Linked DNA regions of Mus musculus: region 2 is linked to region 1. A link is a contact called in public HiChIP or PLAC-seq data. All regions are on one chromosome and are shown on one strand. The core of a region is the stretch at or near the end of the contact, and the rest is flanking DNA. Distances in the headings are between cores, read along the strand shown. Region 1 overlaps Sumf2 (sulfatase modifying factor 2). Region 2 overlaps Vkorc1l1 (vitamin K epoxide reductase complex, subunit 1-like 1).

Region 1 (7,145 bases), core at 2,100-4,599:
AAGTGCAAGCAGAAGAAGAGGAGCGGCTCTTCTTCCAATGTCCTCATGAAGGTCTCCAGTAGAAGGTGTGGCCCAGATTAAAGGATCCACCACTCCTGGATCCGGGACTTGTTTTGTCCCAGGCTGCCAGAGATCTCCTTGCCCTTAGTCTCCTGGGATTAAAGGCATGTACTACCTTGCCTGGGCCTAAGCTTTTCGTGGCCATTATGTCTCAAAATCTCTGTACCAAGATCCAGGTTAGAAACTTGTGTCTTCCAGCCTCAAGATCTGGATCACAGGTGAGCCCTCCATTTCTGAATGGTAGTTCATCCCAGATATTGTCAAATTGACAACCAGGAACAGCCACTACACAAGGTGAAAGCAAGCAGGCAAAGAGGGAAAGTTTCCTTCTTCCAGCAGAAGGTGTGGCCCAGAGTAAAGGCCCGCCTCAAAAGATCTGGATTGGGCCGGAGAGATGGCTCAGTGGATAAGAGCACTGGCTGCTCTTCCAGAGGTCCTGAGTTCAATTCCCAGCAACCACATGGTGGCTCACAACCATCCGTAATGAGATTTGATGCCCTCTTCTGGTGTGTCTGAAGACAGCTTCAGTGTACTTACATATAATAAATAAATAAATCTTTAAAGAAAAAAAAAAAAGAAGTGGGTCTTCCTACTTCAAGTTGAGCAAAAATCCTCACAGGTATACCCCTCCATTTCTGAGTTTTAGTTAATTCCAGATGCAGTTGAGGTGACGACCAAGAATAGCCATCACGTGCCGTGCAGCTGTGCTGAGCTGTTCTGCTAAACTTAGAGTGGTCACTAAGATCACCCTCTATTGCAATCCTTTGTGGCCACCCACCGCCCGACTCTGTCCCCTTCCCCCTAGTGGCAGGCACACTTGCTGGACTTGACCTCAGACCAATCATGTTGGTTATGATTCAGTTGCTGTGAAAAGACGCCACGACCAAGGCAACTCTTACGAAAGCAAGCATTTAATGGGATTGCTTACAGTTTCAGAGGGCTAGTCCATGGCCATCATGGTAGGAAGCAGAACATGGTGGAGCTGGAGGGGTACTTGCGAGCTTCACATCCTGACCCACAGGCAGCAGGCAGTCAGAGACCCTGCCTGGGCCTCTCATGGGTTTTTGAAACCTCAAAGCTAATCCCTTGTGATAGTTCCTCCAACAAGGCCACACCTCCCAACCCTTCTAAAACAGTTCCACTCCCTGATGACTAAGCATTCAGGCCATTCTCATTCAGACCACTACAGCTCCTCTCTTCTCGACAGATCCCCACCCCCAGCAGTATGCACCTCTCTTCCTTCTCCATCCAGGATGGGAAACACTCCAGACTCAGCCTCAGACAACCTGGGCTTCCGCTGCGCCTCCAGTGCAGGCCGACCGAAGGAGGACCTGTGAGCAGCCAGACCGAGATCTCCGAAGCACCCTCTCAGCACTGTACCTCCGTGACCATGTTCCAGAGGCAGCTGGCTACCAAGCTCATGCGTCTGAGGGTGGCCTTTTGAGCCCCTCCCCTCTGACAGACACAAAGAACACTCGGACTGCAAGAAGGGACTGCAGTAGCCTGGAAGATGAGGACCTGGATGACCAAGGCTGGGAGCTGGGCTGTCTCTTAAGTGCAGTATTAAGGACAAAGGAACCAAACCCTCCAGTGTCCAAAAGATGACATTTTTTAAACTCTCTCCCTTTTTGCTTTCTCCCTGGCTGGTTCAGCTTTCACTTCTGGGAAATTCTGCAGAAGGAAAATGCTTCCTTTGTGAGGTGTGCCAAAGCCTTGCTGCCAGAACCTAGCCTCGCTGGCCTCTGAAACGAGATACTCAATATGTGGCAAGGCTGGTCTCGAACTCTCGATCCTCCTACCTCAGCTTCCTGGGTCCTGCTGGGATTACACACCACGCCCACTATTTAAAAGCCCCAGTAAAGCAAATGATTTATGAAGTGAAGATGTGCATTGTGGGAGAACCAAAGTCAGTGCCCCTCTAGGAAGACAAATGCCAGAACCTTCTCTGAGAGTTAGCTAATCATGTAGGGCCTTCTGTGTATCCTGCAGACATGTCCCTGAAGAAGAACTGGATCTTATGAGGTCAATAAATCCTTTTTTTTTTTTAAGATTTATTTATTTATTATATGTAAGTACACTGTAGCTGTCTTCAGACACACCAGAAGAGGGCATCAGATCTCGTTACGGATGGTTGTGAGCCACCATGTGGTTGCTGGGACTTGAACACTGGACCTTTGGAAGAGCAGTCGGGTACTCTTACCCACTGAGCCATCACACCAGCCCGAGGTCAATAAATTCTTATGTATATCAGGAAGCACAATATAATTGTTGTTTGAGATAGGGTTTCATGTAGCCCAGGCTAGCCTCAAGCTCCTTGTGTAGCCACAAATGACCTTGAACTCCTGCTTTCACTTCCTCAAATATCCATAACTTTAGCTAGACAGTTATGAGCGCCTGTTCTTGCTGAGGAGGGGTTCAATTCCTACCACCCACAAGGTGGGCTCAGCTATCTATACAACTCCAGTTTCAGGGTTTCTGATGCCTTCTTGTGACCTCTACAGGTACTGCATGCATGTGGGTTACATAAAATGCATGCAGCTAAAACATACATAAAATGCATAAATCTTAAAAAAAAAAACAAGAAAACTATAGACATCAACAAAGGTGCACAGTAGAGAAGCCAGAAGGCTTATAGCTCCCAGAATACATGTGCTCTATGCCCTTCCATTTCTGCCTATCACGGTCTCAGCTGCGTTGGATTTATTATTTATTTATTTATTATCTATTTTAGCTGTACCAGAGGTTGAATTTGGAGACCTTACACTCACCACAGGGTTACATTCCCAGCCTCATTTTTATTTTGAAATAAGCATCACTAGACTTCCCGGGCTGGGCTAGAACCCGTGATCCTACTGTCTCGGGGCAACAGGCACATGCCACAGCACATCCAGCTCCAGCTGTAATTACTGCTGTTTACTGGGAACACCCTGTGCTTCTAGAGGCAAGCCTTTGAGAGCACAGAGTAGGGCCACCTATTCCTTTGCAGAAGGCTACTTGGGGCATCCTCTTCTCACAAGTCCCTCTGTCTGCTTTCCCCTGGGCCCCCGCTGCCCTTCAGAAGTCCTCCTCCTCAGCCAAGGAGAGGAGCACAGCCTTGGGCGTGTTCTCGAAGAGGGCGGCTCTGTTCTGCTGTTGCCCTTTCTTCACCCAGTGGCCGTAGATACGGAAAGCATAGGCGTCAATGAGCCTCCGCAGCGGCCGAAGGGCGTAGGGGTCTCGGATGACGATCTCCCTGGTTACCGGCTTCACCCGACGGTACTGGTAGTAGATCTTTACTGATGCCAGCACAGTTAGACAGATCACCTGCAGGGGGCAGCACTTAGAACCCTCAGCCCGCAGCAAAGCTTGTCGGGAAACCTTAGCTGGCTTTGGGGGTGCCCTTCATGATGTCCCCTATTCCCAGGCTACAAGCATCTGTAGGGATTTAGGTAACAGGGTCGGTTAGCTGACATCCCCTGCAACCAGAAATTGAATTGGAACAGTGGGTACAAGGCATTCCCTCATAGCTTAAAGCTCTGAGAGCCTGGTGCCAGCAGGAGCCAACAGCAGCCTCCCCCAAGAGCCTTAGGGAAGGTTAAATTTCAGTACCTTGAACTTCCCTCGGGGGCTGAAGTGCCGTACTTCTTCTACTACGTACTCCTGAAAGAAAGGGTGTGCCAAGGCCTCTTCCGCCGAGCAGCGGTCCTGAGGTTGCACCACCAAGAATCGAGACACCTGGGAGAACATAAGGGACCTGAGAATATCATGGCAGCGTTCTGGAAAACACCGGGGGGTGAGTGTCGGTCCTGATTGCCAACTTGCTAGGATTTAGGACCACAATGGAAGCAGGTCTCTGGACCTGTCTGTGAGGGATTGTTCACACAGGTTGAGGTGAAAAGCTACACCCTAAATGTGGGTGGTTCCAGTTCATGGGCTGGGGCCCTGGATGGAAAAGAGAAAATGAGCTAGCTAATCCCCAACATTAATCTCCCTCTGCTTCCTGACTGTGGATGGTCCTCACAGATCTGTAGCCATAAACAAACCCTTCCTTCCTTAAGTAGGTTTTTTTTTTTTGGGGGGGGGGGCGTTTCAAGACAGGGTTTCTCTGTGTAGCCCTGGCTGTCCTGGAACTCACTTTGTAGACCAAGCTGGCCTCGAACTCAGAAATCCGCCTGCCTCTGTCTTCCAAGTGCTGGGATTAAAGGCATGTGCCACCATTTCCTGGCCCTTCAGTGGTTTTTGCTAGGTTGTTTTTTTTTTTTTTTAAGATTTATTTATTTATTATATGTAAGTACACTGTAGCTGTCTTCAGACACACCAGAAGAGGGAGTCAGATCTTGTTAGGGATGGTTGTGAGCCACCATGTGGTTGCTGGGATTTGAACTCAGGACCTTCGGAAGAACAGTTGGGTGCTCTTACCTGCTGAGCCATCTCACCAGCCCCTTGCTAGGTATTTTATTAACATTATTGAGACAGATACAGTGATCCCTCCACTCTGGAACATGCTCCTGTCCCTTGACATCTGGGGAGCGGGCGGCCATGGCCTCTCACCAAGTCTTTCACTGTGTCAGAGTAGTCATCCCACTCTGGTGAGCCAAACTGGTATTTGCCGTCCATGATCATCCGCAACATCAGCATTTGCTTCCGGTGCCAGAAAGGCGGGGAGCCAGCCAGCAGAGTGTACATGATGACGCCTGTGCTCCACCTGGAGGGTGGGCGGGGCCTCGTGTCACCTTTAGCCTCACGGGTAGGGGAAGCATGCAGGAGTAGTCTCACTGGAGTCAGGCCACCTCTTCCCCCCCAACCCCCTAGGTCCCCCAGATCACTTACATGTCCACCTCCTTCCCATAGCCAGGATGGCCGTCGTCCATGGAGCACTGTATGATTTCAGGGGCCAGATAACTGGGAGTCCCACAAACCTCTGCGGGAACGGCTGCTATCAGGACAGGACACCAGGGGCCCTCCCTTGGAAGAAGTTACCCAAGAGATCCAAGAGACAGGACAAAAACAGTGCTTGGGAGGGCTCTCCTATTTTACACTCAATAGTAACAGCAGACTACACAGGCTCGGAGGGTCACCTGTGGATTCCTAGGTCCTTTTAGGCACCCGGGCGTGGAGCTCAGGTGGTGGGAACCTGACTCTGGAACTCAGAAATTCACCTGCCTCTGTCTCCCAAGTGCTTGGGATTAAAGGCGTGCGCCACCACGCCCCGCTTTCACCTTGCTTTTTGAGACAGGATTTCTCACTGGCCTGAAGCTGACTGATTCAGGCAGACCAGCCAGCAACCCCGAGAGATCCTCCTAGCTGCCAGCCTATTGCTGGAGTTACATGGGCTCTGGGGATTCGAACTCAGGTCCTCATGCTTGTGTCCTCATTTGATCCACTGAGCCATCTCATTAGCCACTGACATGCTAGAATTTTTATTCTGGGGAGAAAATCATGCAATCTCTACCCTTGAGGCCTCTTTATGGGCCAAGGCCATACATAGTACCAGACCTCGGAGCTTCTCTCCTGGCTGCAGCTGGCAGGAAAACCCGAAGTCTGTGAGCTTTATATTCATGTTGTCATCCAAAAGGATATTCTCCGGCTTCAGGTCCCGATGGACAATGTTGAGTTTGTGCAGGGTACAGATCACCTCCAGCAGGGCCCGCATGATCTTTCTGGAGGGAGATGCATGGCATTGGCTTATTATTTTTAGTTTATTTATGTTGCTGTTGTTGTTTAAGAGAAGCTTTCTCTTTTTTAAAAAAAAAAAAAAGATGTATTTATTTTATATATGTGAGTACACTGTCAGTGTCTTCAGACACACCAGAAGCGGGCATTACAGATGGTTGTGAGCCACCAGGTGGTTGCTGGGAATTGAACTCAGGACCTCAGGAAAAGCAGTCAGTGCTCTCAACTGCTGAGCCATCTCTCCAGCTCGAGAGGCTTTCTCTACGGAGCCACAACTATCCTGAAACACTCTCGGTAGATCAGGCTGACCTTGAATTCTGAGATCGGCCTGCCTCTGCGTCCCAAATGTTGGGATTAAAGTCTTGCACCACCACACCCTGCTATTTTTATTTATTTTATTTTATTGTTACAAGATCTCCTGTAGCCCAGGTTGGCCTCTAACCTACTATGTAGCTGAGGGTGACCTTAAACTCCTGATCTTCCTGCTTCTGTCTTCCAAATTCTGGGATTGAAGGTTATATGCCGCCCCGGCCAGTTTCTGCAGTGCTGGAAAGTGAAATGTCTCAGCATGCTAGTTCTAGGCAAACACCAGCTGGCTTACTCCTTTTTTCCCTTTTTGAAACAAGGTGTCACATGAAACTCAGATTAACCCAGAACTCATAATCCTCCTGCCTCAGGCTCCCTCTTGTTGAGGCTACAGATATTAATCACCATTCTTCAATCTATTTTAATTATTTGTTTTGTATTTTTCCCAGATACTAGGGATGGAACTCAGAGCGTTATCCATTCCGGGCAAGCATCATACTACTAAGAGACATGTCTAGCCCGTTGACTCTTTTATTTTTCTTTTAAAAAAATAGAGTGCATTTATTTATTTAATGTGTGTGTGTGTGTGTGTGTGTGCCTGAGTGTACATATAAACCATCACATTTATGTGGTGCCCAAGGTGGTCAGAAGGCAGAAGGTCCCCAGATCCTCTAGAACGGGAGTCACAGACATTTGTGAGCCATCAATATGGGTGGCGCAAGTATTTAATGCCAACACGCTGCAGGCAGAGAGGCAGGCAGATCTCTGTGAGTTCAAGGCCGCCCTGGCCTTCACAACAAGTTCTAGGCCAGGCAGGGCTACATAGTGAGACCCCATCTCAAAAATCAAGAACAGGGCTCCCAATGGAGGAGCTAGAGAAAGTAGCCAAGGAGCTAAAGGGATCTGCAACCCTATAGGTGGAACAACATTATGAACTAACCAGTACCCCGGAGCTCTTGACTCTAGCTGCATATATATCAAAAGATGGCCTAGTCGGCCATCACTGGAAAGAGAGGCCCATTGGACTTGCAAACTTTATATGCCCCAGTACAGGGGATCACCAGGGCCAAAAAGGGGGAGTGGGTGGGCAGGGGATTGGGGGTGGGTGGATATGGGGGACTTTTGGT
Region 2 (7,145 bases), core at 3,358-5,857, 100 kb after region 1:
ATGGTTTGTTTGTTTGTTTGTTTATTCATTCTTTTTCCTTTTTTAAAAATATGTACTGGCATTGTTTAATTCTTTTTTTGTTTTTGAAACTTGTCTTTAATGATTTATTTATTTTTTTAATGATACTATGTTATGTGCACTAGTGTTTCACCTGCTTGTGTGAGGGTGTTGGATCTCCTGAAACTAAAGTCACAGACAGTTGTGAGCTGCTCTGTGAGTGCTAGCAATTGAACCCAGGTCCTCTGGAAGAGCAGCCAGTGCACGTCTCTCTACAGCCTGTGCGCCACCACTGCCCAGCGGTATACATTTAGTACAGATTTCTTTATGGTATCAGATACTAAACCTAAGGTCTTAGTTGTGCTAGGCAGGTGTTTTAGTTAGATTCATGCCAGCTGAGTTTTTATTTTGAAGCAGAGTCTCACTAAGTTGCCCAGACAGGCCTTGAACTTGTGATCCTCCTACTTCAGTCTTCCAAGGAGCTAGGATTATAGCTACTTAAAGCCTAGTTAAACCTCACCTCCACTTTCCTCCCCTCTCCCCCCTAAGTATTTTTTGTCCACAGATATTTTAGCCTGCAGATGTAGAGCTTACAAGGGCCACCTATAAAACTCATATGTGAAAACTACTGTTCACTAGTGTAGTAATGAGAAGACAACTGCTTTGTGATTCAGTAAATCCGTTGTAGGCATATGTACAGTGTTTGTAGGGGTTAAAAAGGGTTCAGGCAGTGCTGTATTGCTTATCATAAAAGTTTGAACAAATCCTAATGCCTGTCAGTAAGAAAAACAAGGAAAATGATGATTTGGTCATATGTTGAATTAGCCTTTATAATGAGAATGGTAGTCGTATATGAACTAATTCAGAAGTCTCTGAGATACATTACATGAAAAGACTAAAGAACATAAACAATAGATACATTACTATTAATAAGTAGTATACTTCTGTGTAATTTGTTTCATTTAAAAGATATGAGGCCTTCTTTTCCTCCCTGGAATCTCTCATATTTATGTGAGTTCTTTCTTTTTCTTAAGTCTACATGTATTCTTCTTAATAACAGACATACAAGCATATAGAGAAGTTCTCTGAGGGAGTAGAATGTATTATCCAAAGGTCTGGAACTGGCTGGAAGGCAAAATTGAAAGATATGTTCTTGGTATAGTATTTTGTAACGTTAAGATTGTAGCTGGTAGCTGGTTGGTGGTGGTACATTCCTTTAATCCCAGCACTCTAGGAGACAGAAGCAGGTGTTTCTCTTTGAGTTTGAGACCAGCCTGGTCTACAGAGTGAGTTCCAGGACAGCCGGGGCTACCGAGATTCTTTGTCTAGAGAAACCAAGAACTAAAATAAAGCCTTTGTCTGGGTGTGGTAGCTTATACCTTTAATTAGTCCGGCACTCAAGAGGCTAAGGCAGGAGGATTGCCAAATATTTGAGGCAAGTCTGTGCTATAGAATGATGTCCTGTTTCAAAAGGCGCATAGAAAAAGGAGAAGGAGAAGCAGGAGGAGGAGGAGGAGGAGGAGGAGGAGGAGGAAGAAAAAGAGGAGGAGGAGACAAAATTAATGAGAATAAAACTTTAAGCTGGACATGGAGTTTACTTGGATTTGGGAGGTAAAGGCTGGAGAATCAGGAGTTCAAAGTCATCTTTTGCTACATCGTTTAAGGCAAACTGGGCTACATGTGACTGTTTAAAAAAAAACAAGTTTAGTAAAATAAAACTTCAGGAATTGAATAGTGAAAAAAATTAAAAGTAGAGGTAAAATGTGTACAGCAAAGCTTACTTAGTAGTTGTCGTTTTGTGAGTAAGTTGTGTTGTGTTTTGTTTTGGAAGGAGGTCTCATGCAGCAGGGCTAGGCTCAGTCTTTCCTGGCCGTCCTGCCTTCGGAGTGCTGAGATTGCAGGCATGTGCTCCACATCAGGCTGAAAAGCTTATTTTACTTTATCTAATGCCTCAGACTTCATCCATACTGTTTTACAACTTTTGAATTCTGTACCTTGTTCTTTTATTTACCACTTCTAAAATAATATTAAAAGATACCATCGGCTATACAGAGAAACCCTAGCTCAAAAAACAAACAAACAAACAAAAAAAGATACCAGCATTCAGAGCCCGTTTCTGAGGTTAGAAAGTTGATGACTGGTGTTCATTATCCAATTAACCATTTTGACTGTTAAGTTATTTGTCAGAATAGCTTCTGTTAAAATGCTGTTTGAAGCCTCATTTGTGTGTTTCTCCTATATCAATAGGCACCAAGACGAAAGGCAGACTTGTATCCCCATCCTCCCCACCTGCTCAATAATTTTTCCTCTGGGCTTATCCAGCTTTGGGCCTATCCTCAATATCAACTTCTTTCTCCCTACACAATCTTTTATGCCAGGGTTATTGCTTCATATTTGATGATTTCTGAATGTCTGACCTGGAAAAAAGTGGCTTTTAATACTACTTTAAGACCACTCTTCTAACTCCCTCTGCAGTATTCACTGCAATTCCTGTGAATTGTTTATGGTAGGTAAGTCTGGCTTTGGTTAGTGTTTTTGTTTTGTTTTGTTTTTTAAATTGGGTTTTATGCAATATCATATCACTATGTAGTCCTTTCTGGCCTCAAGTTGTGGTCTTCTTGCCTCAGCCTCCTGAGCGCTAGAATTTATAGGCATGCACCCCCAAGCCTTGCTATGGCAGGGTTTATGGATGGGTATGGAAACAAAGGAAACAGTTAAAGACTGAGGCTTATTGGAGGGCTGTGCATCATTAGAATGAGGGGAGGGGGACCAGGGGCTAGAGAGATGGCTCAGAAGCTCTTCCAGAGGCCCTGAGTTCAATTCCCAGCAACCACATGGTGGCTCACAACCATCTATAATAGGGTCCAGTGCCCGATTCTGTTGTGTCTGAAGTCAGAGCACTTCTGTACATTAAAAACAAACAACAAAAAAAAACTCAACCAAAAACAAAACCCCAGAACAGTGGGTCTGTAGCAGAGGCAGGTGGATCTCTGAGTTTGAAGTCATCCTGGTCCACAAAAAAGAGTTCTAGGACAACCAGACTACACAAAGAAACTGTGTCAAAATAAATAAAACAATAACAATTAAAATACCCAGAACAGGTCATCTTAACATTGGAAAGGAATTAACTTCTGGTTATTTTTCTGGTTATGTATATAGTAAAAAGGATAGACTTGATTTTTTAAAAAACTAATTGATTACATTCTAAAGTTTGTTTTTCTTCTCTGTGCTGTTGCTAAGTGAAGAAATCCAAGGCACTAAGGCACTATGAAGGAGAGAGTTCAGTATTAGACATGAAAGTGGAGCAAATGTCAGGAGAAAGGAGGGAACTCATTGCTTGGACATTACAAAGAGGGTGCATTGGGCTGAGTAAGACAAAGGCTTTAGATGTGAACCGAAGGCATCACCATTTGACTTGCAATATTCTATCTAGCAAGAGCAGAAAAACTAGGGCTGAATCTAACCCCCTGGCTTAGTTTCCAGAAGGAAAACTGTTGTGGTGCCAAGACATCCTGACAAAAGTGACTTAAGGGAGAAAGGGTTTATTCTAGCTTATAGTCTGCAGGAACTTGAAACATCAGGGATGCTTTGTCTGCAGCCAGAGAGTAATGAATGCCCGAGTTCAGTTTATTCTCCCCATTTTATATAGATCAAGGACTAGTCCAACCTCCAGTTAAAATGGGTCTTTACACACCAATCCACATAACCAAGAGGATCCCTTACGGGCATGCTCAGGGGCCCATCTTCCAGGAAAGTCTAAATCCTGGGATGTTGACCGTACTCATCATACTTTGCTACCTTAAGAAAGCAGCAAACAGGGCTGGTGAGATGGGTGGCTCAGGGAGTAAAGGTATCTGATGACCTAAGTTCAGTTCCTGGGACTCACATGTTCAAAGTGGAGAACTGACTTCTGCAAATTGTCCTCTGACACCCACGTCGCTGCCTCTCCCTGTAAAGAAGTAGGAAAGAGGAAAGAAAAGAAACCAGAAAACTAGCTGGGCATAGTGGCCTTGTCCTGTAATGCCAACACTTGGAAGGGTGAGAGCGGAAGAACCTCTCAAACTGGAGGCTAGTCTGCTACAGTGAGACTATCTCAAAGAACAAGCCAGGTGTTATGGTGAGCAACTGTGAGGGTAGTGAGTTCCCTACTTGGGCCAGAGCCACCAAGCCCAGACAACTGGCTCAGTGTATATATAGTGTACTGCCTAGGCAATGCAATCCTTAGTCCTGTCCTCAACACTAAAAGAAAAAGAAACCAGTAAGCATACAAGATAGCCGTTTGTAGGTACTGGGTAATACTGAGCAGAGATTTCTCAGAGAAAGAAGCAAACCTGAGCTCTTGGGTTGTCAGTTCATATAGAAGTTTGCAGGCTGCAGAATGAATTAAAGGACCCCAAATAAAGTTGATGGTCTTAACTTGGTTGGGAAGCTAGACATAAAAGTTGGCTAGAGTAGGAGAGAAGGAAGAAAATTTGGGAGTAGATTACCTAAGTGAAAAAGATATAAAGAACTCTAGACAGGCAGAGGGTCTAGGTCTAGCACTGATCTGAACTTGTTTGAGAGGGAGTACTTCAGCACTGGGAAAGCCTTAGGCAAAGTGATCCAGGACCTCACACAGAGTTGGACATAGATTGTTCCTACTAGCTGGAGTGTTTGCAGGCCATCAAAGGGTATGCATGGCCCTGGGGTGAGGCTAACTCAGCCCTAATTAAAGGTTGTGCTGCACCCACCCTCTCAGTACAGAAGCAATTTTGAAGGCTGATCCCAAGCAGCTTAACACTGTGTGCCAAAACAAAAAACCTCGAACGAAAAAGAGAAAGCGGTATTTTAGCATTCAAAATTACCAAGCACAGAAAGAACCAGGGAAGTGCTTCAAATGAGGAGAAAAAACAGTCTCTGAGATAACACACTGGAGAAAGACCTTGAAACAATTAATGGGTTTGTTTGTTTGTTTGTTTGTTTGAGAAGGTAGAAGAAATGGAGGTAAAAATGTATATTTTATTCAAAAAAGCATTTAGAGATGGTAAAGAACACAGATGAGGAAGGCATCTATAAAGATGTAACAATTTAAGCAGAAATGGAAGTTAGAAAACTGGAAATAGTAATAACTCATCAGGCACTGTACCAGGGGCAACAGTTTAAGTCAAAAGCAATCTAACGTGCATCTGGAGCCCCTGAAAGGATTAAGAGAAGGGAAACTTCCGACGCACCCATTCCAAGAAGCTCAGCAGAAAGAAAGGTGACCACACCAAGACACAGCCAGGGCCTCGTTCCAAGCAAGAACTTTACTACTTAGCTTTTGTTGCTTTAGATTGTATCTGCTCTGCACTTTCTGTTTTAAACTTGTCAAGACATGCTTCCTAGGTGGGATGGTTTTTAAAAGATGAGATTCCACTTTGTGTTTCTTAAACTGACCTTGAATTTGTCATCTAAAACCTTGACCCCACCCCAGCCTCCCAAATGCCTAGAACTACAGACACACCACCAAGCCCGGGTTGAACAGTCTTTCATCTCTCTAAAGTCTTTTCCCAGATCTCTAGGTTACTTTGTCACTTTATGATGATCTACAGACAGGAAAATGTCCCCAAAACATTAATTTTTATTTTTTTAATGTATTTAACATGTTTTTTGAATATGAATGTTTTTCCTGTGTTATGTGTGAATACCTGGCACCAGCAGAGGCCAGAAGAGGCTTTCTGATACCCTCATTGTGGAATTGTAGGCAGTTGTGAGGCACCTGACACAGATCCTGGGAATCAAACTCGGATCCCCTGCAAGAGCAGTGCACTTCTTCACTGCCATCTTCCCAGCCCCCATAGCCTGCATTTTTCTACTGAGGAGCCAGAAGGAAATTTATTTATTTATTTATTTTTAATTAATTAATTTTGTGTGTGTGTGTGTGTGTGTGTGTGTGTGTGTGTGTGTGTGTGTGTTTGGAAACAGAGGTTCTCTATGTAGCCCTGGCTGTCCTGGAACTCTGTCTGTAGATCAAGCTGGCCTCAAACTGATAGAGCTCTACCTGCCTCTTTCTGCCTCCTGAATACTGAGATTAAAGATGTCTGCCTGGCTTAGCAGGAATTTTATGCAGAATGGAAATTTGGGATTTTGTTTTGGGATAATCTGTGAGTAAAATGAATTATACCTGGATCGAGTGGCATACACATGTAAACCCAACCATAGGAAGGCTGAATGAAGCAGGAGGATTGCTAGGAGAGTTTGAGTTTGAGGCTAGCCTGGACTAGCAAGGCCCTACATAAACTTCTTACCTGAGAGAAAGATTACAGAGCAGTGCTTAAGCTAAGGCAGAGGACTTGATTCAAGGACATTCTCGCCGAGCATTGGTGGTGCATGCCTTTAATCCCAGTACTTGGGAGGCAGAGGCAGGTGGATTTCTGAGTTCAAGGCCAGCCTGGTCTACAAAGTGAGTTCCAGGACATCCAGGGCTATACAGAGAAACCCTATCTCAAAAAAAAAAAGACATTCTCGTTCGTCATTCGTACCCAGCCCCACCAACAGCTCCTGCAGTGCTGAGTCGATTTCCTATGGAGGTGGAACATTGAACTAGTGGTGTGTTTACTCACAGTGGATTCTTTGAAGCAGAGTGGGAGTGACAGGGATGTGTTCCACCCTACGCCTCAGTCTAGGTATATGAGTGTCAGAGGTCTCACTGAAAAGTCAGCCTTCAAACCAGCTTTTGATTTCCTCCCTCATACCTGAAAACTTATTCATAGTGGCAGCGTTCTGACATCCTCTTCCTGGTAGCTAGCTTGAAAGAGCCTGCAAAGCGGGATTCTCATCCCAGCAGAAGCCTCTGGAGACTCAGAGCATAACAAACACCACTGCTGTGTTCTCTTCCTCACGAATAGAAGGAGTGCTTTTCACCGCTTCCTCATGAGCTAATCATCCTCAGATCTTTGAGCCTGATGGTTAATTGTTGTTTGAATTAAAATCTACTTAAATCTTAGGGAGTTTAGGCTTCACAGAACATTCTGGTATTTCCAAAACGATTTGTTATTTGTTAGTAGTCTGACAGAGTTAGGTTTTGTTTGGGGGAGGATTGGGAAGGTGGCTCAGTTTATAAAGTGCTGCCACAGAAATGGCTGGGTGACATTGGATTTGCCAAGATCCCTTGCATTTGCCAGCCTCGC

What was found. HiChIP or PLAC-seq counts read pairs in DNA pulled down with a chosen protein or histone mark.
Region 2: an H3K27ac HiChIP or PLAC-seq map of embryonic stem cells shows a contact between it and region 1, with 5 read pairs. The contact joins two enhancer-like sites. A contact is called at or near these places in 1 of 484 Hi-C or Micro-C datasets (the Patski cell line), 1 of 115 datasets of contacts at active chromatin or transcription factors (embryonic stem cells) and 3 of 9 other capture datasets (adipose tissue, liver and pancreatic islet).

The regions. Positions count from the first base shown.
Region 1 is chr5:129,861,327-129,868,471 of GRCm38.p6, forward strand. It overlaps Sumf2 (sulfatase modifying factor 2), which reads left to right. Exons shown (of 9, transcript NM_026445.2): 9 at 1,313-2,625. The coding sequence ends at 1,397. Phkg1 (phosphorylase kinase gamma 1) reads right to left here. Exons shown (of 10, transcript NM_011079.3): 6 at 5,536-5,699; 7 at 4,870-4,960; 8 at 4,591-4,744; 9 at 3,649-3,774; 10 at 2,105-3,363. The coding sequence ends at 3,115. Among named protein-coding and RNA genes, the nearest start is that of Phkg1, 14 kb to the right of the region's middle. Within about 2 kb of position 3,350, at least 35 of the 459 cell types and tissues checked have an H3K27ac peak or open chromatin away from gene starts, as enhancers often do. A contact at or near this core is called in embryonic stem cells, where this site is marked.
Region 2 is chr5:129,961,989-129,969,133 of GRCm38.p6, forward strand. All of the region lies in intron 1 of Vkorc1l1 (vitamin K epoxide reductase complex, subunit 1-like 1), which reads left to right. Among named protein-coding and RNA genes, the nearest start is that of Vkorc1l1, 23 kb to the left of the region's middle. Within about 2 kb of position 4,608, at least 28 of the 459 cell types and tissues checked have an H3K27ac peak or open chromatin away from gene starts, as enhancers often do. A contact at or near this core is called in embryonic stem cells, where this site is marked.